2 separate regions of the Arachis hypogaea genome follow, and region 2 is linked to region 1. A link is a contact called in public Hi-C data. All regions are on one chromosome and are shown on one strand. The core of a region is the stretch at or near the end of the contact, and the rest is flanking DNA. Distances in the headings are between cores, read along the strand shown.

What was found. A called contact is a pair of places that touch in the nucleus more often than the background predicts.
Region 2: a contact with region 1 is called in a Hi-C map of leaf, with 2.1 times the contacts expected there. The contact joins the promoter of LOC140180313 here to the enhancer-like site in region 1. A contact is called at or near these places in 2 of 8 Hi-C or Micro-C datasets (leaf and an unstated tissue).

Annotation. Positions count from the first base shown.
Region 1 is chr16:146,396,249-146,402,492 of arahy.Tifrunner.gnm2.J5K5, forward strand. No RefSeq gene overlaps it. Among protein-coding and RNA genes, the nearest start is that of LOC112805945, 14 kb to the left of the region's middle. Within about 2 kb of position 2,118, at least 1 of the 3 cell types and tissues checked has open chromatin away from gene starts, as enhancers often do.
Region 2 is chr16:146,439,721-146,446,189 of arahy.Tifrunner.gnm2.J5K5, forward strand. It overlaps LOC140180313, which reads right to left and starts at 4,727. Exons shown (of 3, transcript XM_072220780.1): 1 at 4,430-4,727; 2 at 4,245-4,320; 3 at 3,712-4,153. The coding sequence starts at 4,727. The coding sequence ends at 3,712.

The sequences.
Region 1 (6,244 bases), core at 868-3,367:
CCCGGATCGATGTGCCAGCAAGGGTGCTGGACTCCCTTAGGGGATGGATTGTAAGGTCCCACATCGGTTGGGGAGGGGAACGAAGCATGCCTTATAAGGGTGTGGATACCTCTCCCTAACATGACGCGTTTTGACGAGTGAGTGTGGGGGTTTTGGCTATCATCCCTATCGTCAAAGGCAAAACCGTGAGGCCTTGTGTGCCAAAGCGAATAATATCGTGCTAGCGGATGGTCTGGGCTGTTACAACCCCTATCCAATGTCGGTGGAAAATACCATTCCGTCTCTAATATGAAAATTATTTTAAAATCTTATAAGATACGGGATATGCATCTATATATAAAATATAAAGTATTTTTAGATAGATCATAATGATATTTTAAATTATTTTTAATATTTTATTTAAGTATATAAAATATTTAAAATATTTTTTATTTTAATAAATAATAATATATACGATTTCTAAATTTATTTTAAAAATATATGTTAAAAATAAGGTTAGACACACTGATAAATAAATAGTATTATGTATATCCAAATGTGACCGAAAAAAATATTTTTATTTTTTTATTAAGATACGCATATCAAACAAATATCGATAAATATCGTGTCTAAAATACGTCGGACACAAGTGTCCGGGCTCATTGTAAATATGAAACTTCCTAAATTTTATTCCTGTATAACTCTCACGTAAAAATTCTCATCACGTTTGATAAAATTTTTGTATTGAAAACAGTACTATTTCATACAAATGTAAAAATAAAAGATAAATTCTCTTCCTAAAAAATTAACTCACTTTTTACTAAAATAAAATACAAGTCATATTTATGCATTTTATATTTTATATTTAAGAAAAATGTAAATCTATTTTTTGAAATTTAATCTTCTTAAACGTGCATCTTTATAAATAAATAAACAAATAAATAAATAGGAATGCTAATATGCTATACTCTTAATTATTCGATATATACATGTGAATCCACTCTTACAATTTTTTAATTTAAAAATATTATTTGTATACTAAAATCAACTATTATGATGGTATTTGGATATAAATACATATGTTGTCTAATTTAATTTTAATATAATAAATTTATTTTGTATTATAACAAATATTTTATCTTAATGACTAATTTTAATAGATGATTTTAATATAAAACTAATATAGTTGTTTCTAATTATGTATAACCAAATATCCCTAAATTGTTTTGAATATGCATTGTTTCATTAAAAAATGAAAATAAAATAATTAATTTACAAAATCAATTTATCCCCTTTTAAAAATTATAATCATGGAACTAAATTGCTCATAATTTATAGTTCAAAGAAATAAAATAATTTGTTTCATTTGAATAATATAAAAAAAATACAAATTGTGCATGAATTAAAATCTGACATTTTCTACGACATTATTTAAGGTAACTAACTTTAGCGAAATACAAAATACTAATTAGTAATTGCCATTTTAAAATTTTGGAAAACTCATAAATAATAAATATATTTAAATACATTATTAATTAGAATATATTAATTTATAAACGTATCAAATTTTTTAAGTAAAAACATTGTAAAATAATGATACATAAATAAAGTTACAACTTTGAAGAATATTGTCATATTAGCAAAAATGTGAAAGAGTTTTACAAAGTTAATCGTGTATTGTGATGGTAACAAAAATATTTTATTTTTAAATTTATTATTTAAAAAGTTATTTAAATATATGAATTGATTGTCATATAAAATTATTTTTATTGTTAGTATATTAAAATCAAATATAAATATAATTTTTGTTTTGCCAGAAACAAAAAATTTTAAAAATATCAGGATTTTAATGATTTTTTATCATACGTGACACACATTCATTAGGTCACTCACAAGTCACAATCAGGACACTATAAACGCTCATTTTAGCCACATTCCACCATAATGCAACAATAATATACTAATACTGATAAAATAGCATTTAAAATTATTTTTTAATTAACAAAAAAAAAAGAAAAAATCTGATTTTTTTTTTGGTATTTAAAAAAAATGTATTGGTTATTGACGGGACTGATATAACAATGTGCCAATGTCATTGTCTATCATATTGGGCCAAAACCTCATGTGGATCTACAGCAAACCTATTGTAATATATCGATGTGTATTTATTGTTGACCAAAAAAGCGTATATTTATTTGGCCCTCTTCTCTAAACTGAAAAAATTGGGCATAAAAAAAGAAATATAAAAAAATAAACAACTACTTAAATAAAAATGCCCAAAACATATTTCATGAAAATGTTTTGTATAAAAGTGTGATTTAATCAGATTGGGTTAGTCTAGTAGTTAATTTACTAGTCCGCTTAAATAAGTGTTAGAATTTAAATTTCGTCTTGTGCATGCAGCAACACATTAACCCTTAAATGGAGTTCAGTACAGCGGCATATTAGTCCTTGGCCTGTCGGGTTGAGAGATACCGTGAGAAATAAAAGAAAGTGTGATTTATTTATTTGACCATATTTTAAACAAAAATAACACTTTTATAATATATCAAAATCTAACTCTATAATTTATTATCCAAGAGTAAAAATTTATATAAAGACAATTATAAAATTTTTGTTAGAGTACCCACCTAAAAAATATCCCGAAATTATTAGAGTTTGATTAAAATTAATCTTGCATGTGCTTAGTTTAGTGGTGAAATTTCTTACCTTGCAAGAAAAGAAGGTTGAGTGGTTTAGAAAATGTATATCCTTTCAAAAAAAAAAAAAAAACAAAATGCTTATGTTAAAAAAAATGAAAGTGGTCGGAAAAAATTAAAAAATGTAAAAAATTAGTATTTGGTGTTGTGATAAGAATAACAGATAGATACCCATTAATGATATGGGCAGCTGAAATTTTTAAGAGAGAGAGTTGAAATTATTATGTAGACCAACTTTAATGAAAGTTGAATTTGTAAAACTATAAATAAGACTTCATAACCTTACGTACATGATACAAACAATAAAGTATTTCTCTCTCCTCCTTCTTATACATTGCTAACACTTCTCTCTCTTTTATTATAAATATATAAATTATTCCTATTATATTGAAATTATTACATTAGCTAATATTAATACTAGATTTTCTATTTCTACTTTTATATTTATTATATTTTCCTTTATTTATTTCACAACACGTTATCAGCACGAAGTTCTAACAAAATTTTAGGAAGACTCCAGGTAACAAATTTTTATTATGTCAAAACTCTTTCATCTTAAATTTAATGCTCTTAATATATGTGGAAAAAATTATTTATCATAGATACTAGATGCTAAAATACATCTTGATTCAATGGATCTTGAATATATCATTAAAGTTGAAAATAATACATCCCAGAAAGATATAGTTAAGGCTATGATTTTTCTTCATTGTCATCTTGACGTATAATTGAAAAATCAATATCCCACATTAAAAGATCTTGCAAATCTGTGGAAAGACCTTGAAGAAAGGTCAATCATCAAAAGACAGCGATACCTCCTCAAGCCCGATATGTTAGAGAAAACTTTCTCGACGTTCCATGCCTTGAATGTGCTCCTGCAGTAGTAGTATCGAGAAAAAGGATTTAAAAATTTTTTTGAGCTAATTTCTTACTTTCTTGTTGCTGAACGAAACAATGAGTTGCTCTTAAGAAATCATGAAGCGCGCCTAGCTGGCGCTGCCCCATTTTCTGAAGCAAATGTGGCAAATTATAACCCTAAAAGAGGTAAATGACAAGATTTTGATAACAAGAAAAATTATGAAAGGAAAAAAATTATATTCAAAAGAGAGGATCTCGCCAGAAGTGGGATAAAGAAAGAAATATCGGGCAGAATAAATTAACAGAGGATAAGTATTTCCGTTGTGGTGGAAATGGCCATTGATCACGTACCTGCCGTACCCCAAGGCACCTAGTCGATCTTTACCAGGCATTTTTAAAAAAGGACGACAAGGGAAAAGAATCGAATTTCGTTTCAAATGATGCTGAAAATTCCACCACTCATTATGATGTATCTGATTTCTTTGAGGATCCTGAAGGAAATATTGGTCATTTGATAAATGATGGAATAGTTTAATGTGTGAGATTGTTAAGTATTCATATAAATAAATAATGTAAAGAACTTATTGTTAAACTTTATTTTCTATGTATTTAAGGTTCAAATATGATGTATATAAATAATGAAATATTAATGGTTATGAATCTTGAAAGCATTAAATATGTCATGTTTTAAAATGAAATTTTAGTATATGACATTATTTTTATGTGCAGTATTTCTTAGAAAAATAATTCTGATCAAGTATTCAATTTAACTGTGCATACTACTCATTTTATTATTATTTGTCTTTGAAGAAAATGACAAGGATATGTAATGAAGATGTATGCCTTACGGATAGTGCAAGTTCGCACACTATTCTCAAACGTGATATATATTTTACCCATCTTGTGCCAAAAGAATAATATGTTAATACTATTATTGGCTCAAGCAATGTGATAGAAGGCTCCGGAAGAGCTATAATTTTTTTTCAGAGGAACAAAATTTATAATAAATAATGCAATATTATCTACCAAGTCTCTGAGAAACTTGTTGAGTTTCAAAGATATTCACCGAAATGGATATCATATTGAAACAATGAATGAGAAAAATCACGAGTATTTATGTATCACAACTCATGATTTAAATAAAAATGTTATATTAGAAAAAGTTAGCCTCACTTTCATCTGGGTTGTATTATATCAAGATTAGTGCAATTGAATCACATGCCATTGTAAACCAGAAGTTTACTAGCCCAAATAAATTCATAATTTGGCACGACCGATTGGGTCATCCGGGAACAACCATGATGAGGAGAATTATTGAAAACTCCCATGGACATTCACTAAAGAACCAGAAGATTCTTAAAACTAGTAAATTTTGTTGTGCTTCATGTTCTCAAGAAAAGTTAATTTTAAGGCCATCACCAGTAAATGTTGGATTTAAGTCCCCTGAATTCCTAGAAAGGATTCAAGGTGATATATGTGGACCTATTCATCCACCATGTGGATCTTTTAGATATTTTATGGTCCTAATAGACACATCTTCGAGATGGTCACATGTGTGCTTATTGTTCTCTTGCAACCTGGCGTTTGCGAGATTATTGGCTCAAATTATTCAATTAAAAGCACAATTTCCAGAAAATCCAATCAAAGCAATTCGTCTTGATAATGCTGGTGAATTTACTTCCCAAACTTTTGATACTTATTGTATGGCTAATGGAATAAGTGTTGAACATCCAGTAGCTTATGTTCACACACAAAATGGGCTAGCAGAATCACTTATTAAACGCCTCCAATTAATTGTTAGACCCTTACTTATGAGAACAAATCTCCCAACCTCGGTTTGGGGGCATGCTATTTTACATGCCGCAGCACTTATTCGTTTGAGGCCAACGAGTTACCATCAGTTCTCTCCTATGCAATTAGCTTTTGGCCAGTATCCAAATATTTCCCATTTAAGAATATTTGGGTGTGCGATATATGTTCCCATTACACCACCTAATCGCACCAAAATGAGACCCCAAAGAAAATTAGGGATATATGTTGGATATAATTCTTCGTCTATAGTGAGATATCTTGAGATACAAATTGAAGATGTATTTAAAGCCCGGTTTGCGGATTGTCATTTTGATGAATCAAAATTTCTAACATTAGGGGGAGAGAATAAGCTTCTTGAAAAGGAACTTAATTGGAATGCGTCATCCTTGATGCATTTAGATCCTCGATCAGGGCAATGTGAACTAGAAGTTCAAAAGATTATACATTTGTAAAGAATAGCAAATGAAATGCCTGATGCATTTTCCGATACAAAGAGGATAACCAAGTGTATATATCAGCGAAAAATGTCCCAATTCAAATTGATGTCCCAGTTGGACAAATTGCCACTAAAGCAAATACACGCCAGAAGCGTGGTAGGCATGTCGGTTCCAAAGACAAAAATCCTCGAAAGCGAAGAAAAGTAAATAATTGAAAAAGACATAGTAGAGACACCTGCAGTTGTCCAAAGTTCTGATATAGTTTTAAGTCCAGAAGACATTCAGGTACCTGAAAATTGTGAAAATAACAAAATCTTGATAAATTATGTCTTTACAGGAGAGAAATGAAACCAAAATAAGACAATTGTCAATGAAATATTTACATATAATGGGTATTTGTGAGAAAACAAAATGAGAAAAATGAAGTTGTACGCTACAGAGCTCGACTTGTAGCACAAG
Region 2 (6,469 bases), core at 3,477-5,976, 46 kb after region 1:
ATTGTATATACACTTTCTACAATGCACCTCAACTGTAGTAGAACAAAGCCTCTCTAACTAACCGACAGTAATGAACTTGGTGAGCTTTTTACCTGATAAATTTAACCAAGCTACTAACATGCATTATATACAACAGCTCCTGACTTATACTATACTAACAACCTATAGCTCTAAACATAAAGGTCAAGTGACACCCTCTCTTAAGTTAGGAGCACATATGTTCAGCATTCCAAGTTTGTCCCGTAGCCCACTGAACATTGTGGGTGCAAGTGCCATAGTAAGCAGATTAGCCACTTTCTCATGAGTCAAAATCGACAGTAAGTGAATCAGTCCTTCTTGAAGTTTATTTCTTACCACATGATAATCTATTTTTATGTGTTTTGTTCTCTCATAAAAAATAGGATTGGATGCAATGTATATAGCCGATTGGCTATCACAAAAGATGTTAATAGTCTTGGAAAGCGAAACCTGCAAGTCTCTTACTATGTAACTAATCAACTGTGCTTCTCGAGTGGCACTTGCCAAAGTTCGATACTCAGCATCAGAGGATGAAGACGCCATTGTTAATTGCTTTTTGCTCTTCCACGATATGAGTGAGTTTCCTAGATAGAAGCAATAAGCCGAAATTGACTTCCTTGTGTCTGGACATGCTGCCCAGTCTGAATCTGAAAACCCAGTCGGATTGTAATCTACCTCTAAAGTGAAGAACAACCTTACTGCTAGTGCTCCTTTCAGGTACCTGAGCACATGATGTGCTTCCTGCATATGTTAGGTGGTCGGACAGTCCAGAAATTGACTAAGTTTTTCCACTGCATGACTGATATCTAGTCTGGTGTTGGCTAAGTACAATAGCCTTCCAACTAGCTTTCTGTAGCCCGAGTGATCCTTCAATGGCTCTCCCTTTTCTCTGAACAGCTTCACTGTATAGTCTAAAGGTGTAGTCGCAGGCTTGCACTCTTCGAACCTTGCCTCCTTTAAAAGATCCATGACATACTTCCTTTGATAGAGAGCAATCCCTTTCTTTGACCTTGTAACTTCCATTCCTAGGAAAAATTTGAGATCTCCTATATCTTTGATCTTGAACTTCTCATATAAGATTCTTTTAATTCGGTTGATTATCTTCTCATCATTGTCCGCTATCACCAAATCGTCCACATATACTAGCAATGCTGTAAAACCAAATTCTGTCCCCTTTGTAAACAAACAGTGGTCGGATGCAGATTTGGTGTACCCAGCTTTTACCAATACTAAGTGTAGCATGTGATTCCATTCCCTACTTGCTTGTTTAAACCCATATAATGACCTTTCTAACTTGCAAACTTTTCCTTCTTCAACATCTTAACCTTGTGGTGGCTTCATGTACACCTCCTTCTTGAGTTTTCTATGCAAGAAAGCAGTATTCACATTGACTTGTTTAAGCATTCAACCCTTCATGGTAGCTAGAGCCAACACAATTCTCAATGTTTTCAACTTTATCACTGGGCTGAAAGTGTCTAAATAATCGATACTAGCCATTTGTGTGTATCCTTTCGCCACTAATCGGGCTTTATACCTCTTTATTGAGCCATCCGATTGTGCTTTATCTTGAAAACCTGCTTGTTTCCCATCGCCTTCTTCCCATGTGGTAGAGTTGTGAGCTTCCATGTCTTGTTAAATTTTAGAGCCTTGAGCTCAGCATTGATGGCTTCTTGCCAACAAGATTGTGAGATTGCCTCTTCATAATATTTTGGCTAAACATTATTAGTCAGTGCAAGTGAATATGCCTTATGCAATGTAGAAAGTGAATCATATGACAATTTGAAATTGAATACCTGATTTTGTTGCAATTGATGGACCAATTGGACCTAATATTGTTAATGGTGGTGCTTACACAAACAAAATCTTTTAAATGAGTGGGTGATCATTTCTCCCTAGTAGATCTTCTAAGTGTACTATGTTCAATTTCTCTTGGTCGAATGTTTTCTATGTTTGGCTCACAAGTGTCCCCATAAGGCCTTATCGAGTTATCTTCAATAACTCTTGGCTAATTTCCAGTTTGGGAATATGAAAAGGGGTCTTATTTTGGTTCTAGCATGTCAGGTCTTGGAGTAAGTGGCATGGTAATTTTAGATTCGGTGTATGTGTTTGTTTGTACTCGTTTTGTGCAAAAGAAAAGTAATTTTTATAAAATTCAACATTTCTTGAGACAAAATCTTTCTTGGATTTCAAATCAAGTAGAACATATCCTTTTGTTCCCTCCCTAAATTCAAGGAATGCACACTTCCGTGCTCGGGGATCCAATTTGGACCGATGAGCAGTGAGGATCCCGGCATCAGCAAGACAACCAAACACCCGTAAGTGCACTAGATCAGGGAGAGAATCATGTAAAATTTGGAATGGAAATTTATTCTTAAGAAAGGTTGAAGAAATTCTGTTCAACAAGAAAACAGTATGCTTGAGAGTAAAATTTCAAAAACAGTGGGAAACATGAGATTGAAATAGAAGAGCTCTACTAATGTTGAGAATATGTTGCTGCTTTCTTTCCACTATTCCATTCTGTTGAGGTGTCTCAACACAGGAAGTTTGATGCAAAATTCCAGTTTTAGCAAAAAAATATTTCATACAAAATTCTGGACCATTATCAGACCGTATGACCTTTATTGATTTATTAAACTGAGTTTGAATGAAAGTTGCAAAATGCTGAAGTAAAATGCATGCTTCAGATTTTAACTTCATCAAATACACCCATGTATACCGAGATTTATTGTCTACAATGTTGAGAAAATATCTATGACCACTACTTGAAGGTACATCAAGAAGTCCCTAAATATCTACGTGTACAAGTTCAAACAGTACAGTTGGTTGAAAACTACTTACAGGAAAAATGAGTCGTTTCTGCTTGGTAAAATAGCAAGCATTGCACAGAGCTGCTTTATTATCTAATGAGATGAAAGAGAAATCTCGCTTCATCTGTTTTAGCCTATCATTGGGTAACTGTCTTAACCTGTAATGCCATAGACAAGGATCCAAAATATGATTATTATGATTATTATTGACAACTGAACAGATTTGTGCACTAGGACATGGGTGTTTCGAAACCTCATTATTTAATATGTAAAGACCACCATTCTCCTTAGCTTCTCCAATCATCTTCGTCGAGCTCAGATCCTGTATCTCACATTTTGTGTCAGTAAAAATCATTTGACAATGCAATTCGGAAGCGAGTTTTGAAACCGAAATTAGTTTGAAGTTGAAGGATGGAATGTATAAAGCATTATTGAGTAGAAGTTCATTGGAAAAAATAATAGTTCTCATAATAGTGCTTGTGGTCCAGGCCACATTGGGTAGCTTAACTATTATGGGAGCTACTTGTTTATATGTATAAAAATCACTTAGGTAATAAGATACATGGTCAGTAGCACCTGTATCAATTACCCAAGACAAGAATTTATTTGGAGAAACATCTAATGCATTAATGCTGGTTTTAAAATGCAAAATTGTTCCTACCATTCCTAGAGGAGGAACTGCCGGATGCTCCAATTTACCTTGATGAGGTATATCGGGTGAAACCTTTGATGCCATCAGGTTCATGTTATGGGAGTGTTCTCCAATGCTCTTGTTGAGAAGAGTAAGCAATGCTTACTTTTGTTCAAGGGTGAACTCCAACGTGTCACCCCCAACCTTTTCCAAATGAATAGAACGTGATGAAAGGTTCTTCTCCCTGAGCTTCTCTTAATCACCCTTAGTAACTAGGGACGCTGCAAAATTTCCAGCTCCTTCTGCAGCATTGCGTTCCTTGAAGTTCGATGGGTAGTCGTGTTTCTTGTAACACACATCAATACTGTGACCCAACTTTCCACAGTGCGAGCATTGCACCTTTCCTCTCCCTCCCTGACTCCTTCCGCCTCTACCCCTCCCTTTTCCTCTGTCATTTCCTGGGTTTGCTGTGTTTGAGGGAGTAGCGGCATAGGCAATTTTGACTTCTGGATTAATATCCATATTCAGGAATCCGTGTTTCTGCTGTGTCAACATGCAGAGTAGAGTATTCACATTAGGGAGTGGATCCAACAATATAATCTGAGACCTAACATTCGAAAATTGCTCATTTAAGCCTCTCAAAAATCGAGTTACTTGATCCTCAATTCTATATTGTCGCATTATACCTAGGCCATAGCTACACTTTTCTAACAAGCATAATTAGGAATAGATCTAAAACTCTCAAGGTCTTCTCAAATAGTCTTCAACTTAGTGAAATAAGATGTTACATCAAGGTCTTTTTGCCTAATTGCAAAAAGCTCCTCCTGTAATTCTGCCACTCTGAATCTATCCACTTGACAGTATCTGCACTTCAATTCAGTCCACAAATTGCTTGCCATAGTGTTTCAGACGACACTTCGTGATATATCAGGACTAAGAGAGTGATTAATCCATGCCACAACATATGTATTACATCTATCCCATGCTTCAAAATTTTCATCATCCTTATCAGGCCTAGGCAGGCTACCATCAACAAACCTTACTTTGTTCTTTCCCTTCAGCCCCCAAAGTATAGCTATACTCCAGTCACCATAATTTTTACCATCAATTGTAATAGTAGAAAGAGGTGTACCAATACCGTCAGATGGATGAAGGTAGTAAATGCTTGTCGAATCTTGATTCGGTTTGGCATTCCTCTTGCTAAGATTTGCTTGAAATGCTGTGATCTGGTTCAAAAAGTTCATGAATGCCTCTGCATTGATACCTTCCATCGGGCAATTACGATTGAACAACCTTCTTCCTACAATCTCGTTGATTGGAGTTGCTGCCTCACAATTGAAGGAAGTGAGAGGGAGCACACTCTCATCAATCTCTATTGTTTGAGTTTGTAGGAAGAGAAGAAATCAGAAGAAGAAGAAGAAGAAGAAATAGGTCAGACTTGAGAATTTGGAGAAGGATTGGGAGAAAACAGGGGAGATGTTGAACGGGAAATCGGAAGAAAGAGGTCAGACCAAATCGCCAACCCTAACCTCAATGGAGAGTGTCAATCAACAAATTGAGAAGAAATCGCGAACCCTAGCATCAGTTCGATGTTGAATTCGAGATTGAAATTGAAATCCAGATCGAGATCGCAAGGGGAGGGTAGAAAGTGAGAACTTGGATCACCATTACCGTAATTGAGTTCTTGCAAAATTGACAAGATTTCAGATCAAGCTGCGTCTTTCTCAATCTGAATCTCAGTGCTTGCTACACTCTACGCTCACCGTACCATGTTAAAAGGTGTTGATGGTGTGGGCAGCAGCACCTTTGAGAGAGAACTTCAGAGAGAAAGATGCAATTGTAAATCTTGATAGGATAAAATGGTGAATTTCAGTTATTAGAAGAGTCTACATAGATATATATACACTCTCTACAATGCACCTCAGCTGTAGTAGAACAAAGCCTCTCTAACTAACCAACAGTGAACTTGGTGAGCTTTTCACCTGATAAATCTAACTAAGCTACTAACATGCACTATATATAACAACCTATAGCTCTAAACGTAAAGGTCAAGTGACATCATTCATTTACCTAGCAAACAATTGCACATGTATTAAAAAAAGTGTTAAGTACGATTTTGGTTTTTAAGATATAGGTCGAAATTTTTTTTTATATATAAAATCATTTTTAAGGTTAAAAACCAAATTTTAAAATCGTCATTTTTATTTAAATCTTAAAATTTTGGATTAAATTACCCATAAAAAAATTGTAAAATAAAAAAAAAAGAGAAGGAGAGTGTTTTTGCTCCTGCGAAGGAGGAAGGGAAGAAGAAGAAGTTGTCTACGATCCACCTCTGCCTCCGCTTCTGCTGCCAAAAATTTAAAACCAAGTTAAACCTTAGGGACCATTTTGTATGTAAAAAAAAGTTGGAACGAAAAATTTTTCGACCTATACCTTAGGGATCCCAGAAAAATGAAATCTTTATATTATTAAAAATATACCTACATTCACTTCTTTTTTTTTTTTTTTTTGCATTTGTCTATCATTATAAAATTTAAGAAATTTTTTGTCTAGATATGATTCGATATATATAAAATGACAACAAAAAATAAAAAATCATATATAAAACATATTCTCTTTGCGTTTTAATTATTAGGGTTCTATAAAGTTTTGATGGCATTATTGGTTTTGTTTTGTTTCTATTAACGTAAAAACTGAATTTCATAAACTTTTCTCTTTTTGAAAAAGTTTAATTTCATCGCAGTTATCTGAGGATAATGATAACTAGCTAAGAAATGTTCAAGTAGAATTTTATAATTAATCTTTTTTGAGAAATCAATACCAAGGTCTACTGGATAAAAATACACCTTAAGTGTAACCAAATAAGTTTACATATTTGTTTTTTATTGTTAAAGATTATGTACTAAATTGTTAAACATATATACATATATGTTTAATAATCACTTATCAAGTTATTAATTTATCATTATATTCACTAATTTAATCTCAACAATCACCAGAATAAAGAACTTAG